2 separate regions of the Mus musculus genome follow, and region 2 is linked to region 1. A link is a contact called in public Micro-C data. All regions are on one chromosome and are shown on one strand. Each heading gives the region's core, a stretch centred on a gene start, on an enhancer-like site or on the middle of the called end of the contact. The rest is flanking DNA. Distances are from core to core; before and after follow the strand shown.

Region 1 (3,357 bases), core at 159-2,658:
GGGAAAGCATGTCTTAGTGGACCTCAGTGTGTTCAAAGAAGCAAAGGCCAAGCAAGGGTTGAAAATGAAGAGGAAGGAGACAGCATATGATATTTTGAAATGATATCCTGGCCACAAAGGTTAGGAAATGCAGAATAAGGCCAAGGTTGAACAGGCAATAGACGGCTGATGTCTTCATCTAGGATTTTATGTAAGGCCAAGGCAACTTCTCTGCAGGCTAGTGGTCCCAGCACTGTTGTGACAGCTGCCATGAGATAGACCTCTCTTTTCAAAACTTCAATTCTTTTTTAACTGTTAATTTCTGGAAGAGTTTGACAGCACTGACTGTATTTGATCCTGACAATATTCCAATTTCTTTCAGATTCTTTATTGAAGCAAAAAGCAAAAACCAAAAAGGCTGTTAAGAGAAATATCAGTGAATTGAACACTAAGACTTGGGGATGATCACATGTTCCTACATCAAAAATTAAATCCCATAGACACCTCCCAACCAAAAGTTCTCTTGAATGCCATAGATATTTGGATCCAAAACCCCAAAGTCCCAGAAATGTGAAAGTACACATACAAAAATGCCAAAAAGTATAGGTCAAAGTATAGGTATAGGTCAAAAAGTCCTCACAAGTAGACAAGCACTAGATAACTCTGGAAGGTGAGAGAAGAAATAGACTCTTTACTAGTGGGATTTTGAGACTGCACAGATGTCAGGCTCAACTATTAACATGTATAAGCTTCCTCTGCAAACCTTCAAGGCAATTATTTTCTTACTATAGTGCTGGACTTCACGGACATCCTGATATCCATGCCCCCTTTCTGCCACTTACTTGCTGAGTCCCTGGAAAGCTCCTGTAGCATCAGTAACAAACCAATAGCCATCATAGCTCCAGGAGAGATGCTAAGACAAATCAAGGAATCAAGGCCAAACTTCAGAACCCAGACTGGTTCCCTGGCATGCATGGAGATCCTGCTGCAGCTACAGTCAGAGCTGGTTACACAAAGGCCTGGAAAGAATGAATTTCACTGACAAACCAGACTATTCCATCAGCTATCAGTTTTCATGTTCCTCTTGACTGCCATAGCTCAGATGGCTTGTGGTTTAGACCCGTCAACCCATGCAGCCCTGATTTCACACCCATCAATTTGTTCATGGCCTTTAGAATTTATTGTAATCTAGCCAATAACACTCTCAACAAATGAGGTTTATCTAAATCATGTAATCACCCTTCACAGAGAAGTTGAAAGTATGGATACTTAACATCTGGTACATTCCAGGGACACACCTTGGTCCTTCAAAACCTGACAGTTCTGGCTCTTCAACTAACTGACTGAGCCATCCCCATTCTTGGCAACACTACTACCTTGTGGGCCTTGTAGTCCATGACACCAATTAGTAACTCAGTTCTGTTCACCCCCACTCCAGGAAAAGTGACATCAAGTACTCACTGGCCTAAGGCCACTGAAAATTCTCCCTCATCTGACTCATCTTCCTTGTAGATCTAGCTGCTGTGATAGAGCAGACCTGCAACCTCTCGTAGATCTGGAGTATCAGAACTTGAAGAAGATAGCCTCACATGGGCCTCTTTAGTACTTCCTCATGAAAGTAAAAATTAGGGGATGGGGCAGTCTTGAGACATATTTTATTCTTGTTTCCTGTCCCCTAAGTGCCATATCCTTGCAAACCAAACTCACACGGGGAAGTTCTGTAAACAGTTTTTCAGACTTTTGTATCTGTGCTAACACAGCACTTGATCCTGTGCTTTCGGAGAAACAGCTGGACTCAGCTACAACTTCTAGTTTGACCAGACTTGCAAGCACCGGTTCACATTGCTACAAAGTGTCTTCTGCCATGTCTCCTCTCTCAGTAGGCGTTTTGCTGTTACAATTAAGAAATTAAGTTCCAACCACTCAGAACATTTGGAGTGTAACATTTTTATTAAATGATCAAGCTTGGTTGTTAACTTTAAAAATATTTTATGGATCTTATGGTCTTAATACGGATATTTAAAAAGAGTAAAGTTGTCAAATATTAAAACAAAGATTACAGAAATGTTAACTGTCGTTGTCACCACACCCCCCAGAGAACATATCTTAATACCTCTTTATCCGTTTCTAACCACAACAGTCACCAGGGCATCTCCTAACAAGACTACCATGCCCACAGGGTTGGTAAAGAGCACAGAGATTAACCTCTCTGGAGATGGTTAGGGAACACTGTCTGCCTTATTTTATGCAAACAACCACTTATATAGCAGAAAACTATCAATTAATTGTTATTGGTTAACACACTACCTCAGATTGGACAGTGAGCTCTCTTGTCACCAGGGTCTCTATGCAAAAGGAGCACAAGGAAGGAGCCATGAAGACAATCCAGCTGCAGGTTATTCATGTCACCTCAGAATTCAGTGTTCTGACTTCTGGGAATTCTCAGGAGCATGGTGTGCCATGCTCCTAATTTAGAAGCACAGAGTGCCAGGTAGGCTGACAGCCAGTCATGCCTGCATTTTATCCTTCAGTTAACAGACCTTGGAAAATTCAGTGACTAGAAAAGTACTCAAATAAGATAAGTATTTTCTGTGCCTTTTGAAATAGAGCTTTTGGGTGGGTTGTCTACCCTCTCGGGCAGCAAGGGTAGATCCAACTTTGGTAGGTGGAAACGATCCCAGCTAGTGAGCTAGTTGGGGCCAGGACCAACATCAACCTTTCAAAGGCACACCACTTACTGTTTTGTGTCTGGTTGAAGCCTCTAGAGAAAGCCAACCTGCAAATCTCTGTTGAATAGAGTATTTCAATCGTCCACCTAGCAAATGGGTGTGGATGCTGGGGCTGAGGAAGTATCTAAAATCACTACCCTGTTGCTGGGGTGATGGCTCAGTCAGGCAGAAAACTGCTTGTTATGAAAGCATGTAGACCCAGGTTCAGATCATAGGCATCTATATAAAAAGCCAGATGACAGTACACACCTGTCATCCCAGTGATAGAGAGGCAGGCAAGAGGATCTCTCAGGCTCGCTGGCCAGCCAATCTAGCCTGGTTGGGTGAACTCCAAGGTCAGTGGGGGACTCTGTCTTACAAAATAAGGAAGAGAACAATTTAGGACCAGACTTCGGGCCTCTATATAATTTACATACACATGCACACACACACACACACACACACACACAATACACAATCACTATGTATGATTCAGATATCGATTGCTATGCTTCATACATTTCTATATAACTGCAAAAGCATAACCAGAATTTGCAGATCTATTGTCTAAAAATGGAGGGACATCGTGGCCTTCAAGCCAAAGAATCGAAATCATAATATTAAACTTTCAAATTTAATTTCAAAACCCAAACGACATCTGGATTTTTGA
Region 2 (3,642 bases), core at 225-2,724, 110 kb after region 1:
TCTCTCTCTGTCTCTCTCTGTCTCTCTGTCTGTCTCTCTGTCTCTCTCTGTCTCTCTCTCTCTCTCTGTCTCTCTCTCTCTCTCTCTGTCTCTCTCTCTCTCTCTCTCTCTCCCTCCCTCCTGTGTGCTAATGAAATGTGATCATTTGGCTCCGTCACCACCAGATTGGTCTCTTCCTTATGTTCTTCCTTCAATGATGGACTGTATCCATCTCTGGAACTCTAAGCCAAAATAAACATGTTCTTCCTTAAGTTCCTTTTAGTAGTATTATATCAAGGATGCTTCTGGTAATAGTCCTAAACAATTGTTAGGTTTGGAATTAGGAGGAGGAGAAAGACTTTTGTTCAAATTCTTACTGTCTCAGCTGGGAAGAGATGTCAACCAGAATCTACAGTTAAAAATCTCTGTCTCATTCTCAAATCTTCATGGTTTTTCCTGTGTTTTAAAATCCTACCTCCTATAAGTTACGTGGCCCCCTTTGTCTGCTACCTGCACCATTCCTTCTTCCCCTACTGTGATAAAGGGACACAGAGATTAAATGGCCCAGCAGCAAAGGAGAATTGTGATTTCTGATGGAATGATTTCAGCAAAGATGTTCGTAAATGTTAACAATGCATATGGGATGTGATGGTTCTTTCTCCTAGAATTGCACTTAACTGTTGTAAAAGAGCATATGCTAATCAAGTTGGGATGTAAAATTGTATTAGTTATTATTCTTATGGTAAGTTATATAGCATGAATTCCTTAACATAGCTTTGTCAATGTTCTGTGTGTGTGTGTGTGTGTGTGTGTGTGTGTGTGTGTGTGTGTGTGTGTTTGTGTGTGTGTGGTTTGTAATTTTCTCTTTTGTCAAAAGAGGGGTAGGAAACGGAGACCAGATAATCCTGGGTTCGGGGGAAGGGGCATTCAGGGAACCCTTGCAGGCAGGGCCTGGGTAGAAGAGTCCTGGACTTTCCCATAATCCTTTGCAGGAAACAGCAATGCAGACAGATAAGGAGGTGGAGTGAGGCAGGGCCCTTTGGACAATGGCGGGGTGGACCAAGGGGCTTGGGGGTCACTCTAACATGCAAAGCCCAACTGCCCCATAAACTAGGTTGCTTTTGAAGAGCAACATACATATAAATAAATAAGACAAGCTGCACGCACATATGCGGAGAAGGCACTCCATTCCCTACTGGCCCAAAGATAGGAGTCAGCCATGTGTCTGCCACCAAGTGATTCTCTGAAACACACCAGGTGGTGGGGCCCAGCAGGTTAAGTCTTCGTTGGGATGGCTGCTTGGTCTCCAAGGTGCTGCCCATTAAGCACCCAAGCCACTCTGAGTCAGATCCATGCCAGTTGGGGGAGCCTGTGCTGTGAGTGCTGGCACAAGACTGCCTGGCTAGAGTCCAGTCTCTCCTCTCCAGGGGTCTGGGGTATAGGGGTGCAGACAAAGGAGGGGTGAGGGGCTCACGGAGACATCCTCTCCCCCACCCCACGGGTTTCTGGCCTCCTCTCTTATCTCTCTGCCTCAATGGCAGAGTGGGCCCTTGTTTCTAAGGTGACCCGTTGGGGAGCCAGGGAAGGCCAGTCTGAAGTTGGCGAAGGGGGTGCTCGTGTCCACAGGGGCGGCTGCGACTGGTGGTGCTGTGGGCCTCCTGGGGGCGAGGCTGCAGTTGGCCTGCTGGGTGTTGCAAAGCTGCCAGTGGCATGGGGGAAGTGCAGTGGGGGTGACGTGACCAAAGTGGCCATTGGGCTGCAGCTGCTGCCACCACCATAGATGCTTTCAGAGGTCTTAGGATAGGAGAACATGGTGAGAACATCAGGGAAGTTGGGGGGCGTGGCAGGGGTGTTGGCCGGAGTGAACATCATCTGGTGGTGGTGGCTGTAGGGGATGTTGGTCTCCTGGAAAAGGGCACTGAGGGGTGTCTCGAACTGCTACTGGGCTGCTTGCAGCAGTTGCTTTGCCTGATCGGCTGCTTAGCCTGTTATCAGCATGAACTGGTTGATCATGACCTGGTGTTTGAGCCGGTCCATGTTCAATGACATGGCACCGCCACACAGTTAGCACGCAGCTCCGGCCTCTCTGTGCACTAGCCTCACATGCCCACCATTAGCGAGCCGGCCCCAGCTAATCCCATTCATTTTCTTTATTATTTTTTTATTTTTTAGTAAAGTATAAGTGCTTTTCTCTTCTGTGTCTTTTTGGGGTTTTTGTTTTTGTTTTTTTTTGTTGTTGTTGTTGTTGTTTTTTAATTTATAAGAATGGGGAAGCAATTGTCGGGTCATGTTTAATTCAGCTAGAATACTGTCTGATCATTTCTACAACTATCTGATGTTATTTCTTGGAATAGATCCATTAAATTAATCAGAGGCCTGTAGAGAAAAAGAGCAACAGGAAATATGTAGCTAGTGATATGAGGTTTGACTGGTAAGATGGTTCAGCTTGTAGGTTTTGTGGCGCCAAGTCTAACGACCTAGGTTTGATCCCTAGGACACACACCCTAACGGGAGAGAACTGATTATCAAAAGCTCTCCTCTGAAATTCACATTTGCCCCTTTGTATTTGCACATGTTCCCACATGCACATGAAATGCACATGTACACACACATGTGTATACTCAAACACACGTGCATGCACACACACTCTACTCTAAAAATTAGTATATGTAATTTAAAAAAAGTTGCAAATTGCTCTTAAACAAAAGTCTGAGAGTGAAACTCAATTCTAAACTATAAAGCAAAACTATCATATTTTGGATTCCAATCTGAGAATCAGGGGAACCGGGGACACAGAGTCCAGTTTGGGTCTAACTGCTTGAGAGGCAGGAACATGAGAGCAGCACACTAGTGTTAACCCAAGAAAAGTAGCAGGGCAGAGTAAACAAACAAACCCTTTCTTCCACAAGTTTTTCCTAATCATTTCTTTTTTATTGAGGCAGCAGAAAGTAAGCCGGGATGGGAATTGCTACTAGAGCCTAGCATTTTGCGCTGATTATCCTAACCAGGCTTTTATGCCTTGGAATGGTTGGAGCTTTGGACTGGAAAAACCACTGAGAGTTCAGAGCTTGGTGAGCTATTGTTGGAACTTGGAAGACAGTGCTGATATCACTGCTGATGATACGGACCTAGATTATGAAGTTTCAGAGGAAAACTGTTCTTGGAATAACTTGAAATAAGAATCTGTGGCTTCTGGTAAGCTAATAAATAATTGACTATGATTAACCAATGACCAGAACAATTGAAGTGAAACCATTGCTTTACTGAGACAACTTATATTGCTTATATGGAGTTAAAGGATTACCTGTGACTATTAAGAGTCCAGTATCATTGAGGTGAAATCTGTGGATTATTTCCTCAGGATGAGTTAGAGCACGGAATATGTGGTTCACTGAGGGACCTAAGGATACATCTTAAGCTCAGATTGAGTCTGACAGTGCATACATCTCCATTATGGCTTTAGTTTTGAAGGCATGAAGGAGTCATTAAGAAAAAATGAGGCTTGGTACCATTAGAACCTGAGAGGTCATTGGTGAAGATGCATTCTCAGTTGTAGTGAGGCCACTACCATCTTGGAGACTATAGAACGTGGACCAAAAAAGAGAGGCACGTTGGAACGGTGCAAACTAGAGCCTGCCAGGTAAGCTGGATGCTGCAGATGTC

Evidence for each region. Hi-C and Micro-C count contacts between places; a contact is called where the count stands out from the background.
Region 2: a contact with region 1 is called in a Micro-C map of the G1E-ER4 cell line. The contact joins two enhancer-like sites. A contact is called at or near these places in 2 of 15 datasets of contacts at CTCF or cohesin (CD8 T cells and the G1E-ER4 cell line), 5 of 484 Hi-C or Micro-C datasets (the G1E-ER4 cell line, the N1E-115 cell line, brain and 2 more), 1 of 115 datasets of contacts at active chromatin or transcription factors (CD8 T cells) and 1 of 9 other capture datasets (adipose tissue).

Annotation. Positions count from the first base shown.
Region 1 is chr9:92,224,878-92,228,234 of GRCm38.p6, forward strand. It overlaps Gm31588 (a long non-coding RNA gene), which reads right to left. Exons shown (of 6, transcript XR_871012.2): 1 at 2,287-3,357. Among named protein-coding and RNA genes, the nearest start is that of Gm31588, 3.6 kb to the right of the region's middle. Within about 2 kb of position 1,409, at least 23 of the 459 cell types and tissues checked have an H3K27ac peak or open chromatin away from gene starts, as enhancers often do. A contact at or near this core is called in the G1E-ER4 cell line, where this site is marked.
Region 2 is chr9:92,333,052-92,336,693 of GRCm38.p6, forward strand. The region is part of intron 1 of 1700057G04Rik (RIKEN cDNA 1700057G04 gene); the gene reads left to right. It also overlaps the pseudogene Gm15493. Among named protein-coding and RNA genes, the nearest start is that of 1700057G04Rik, 25 kb to the left of the region's middle. Within about 2 kb of position 1,475, at least 6 of the 459 cell types and tissues checked have an H3K27ac peak or open chromatin away from gene starts, as enhancers often do. A contact at or near this core is called in the G1E-ER4 cell line, where this site is marked.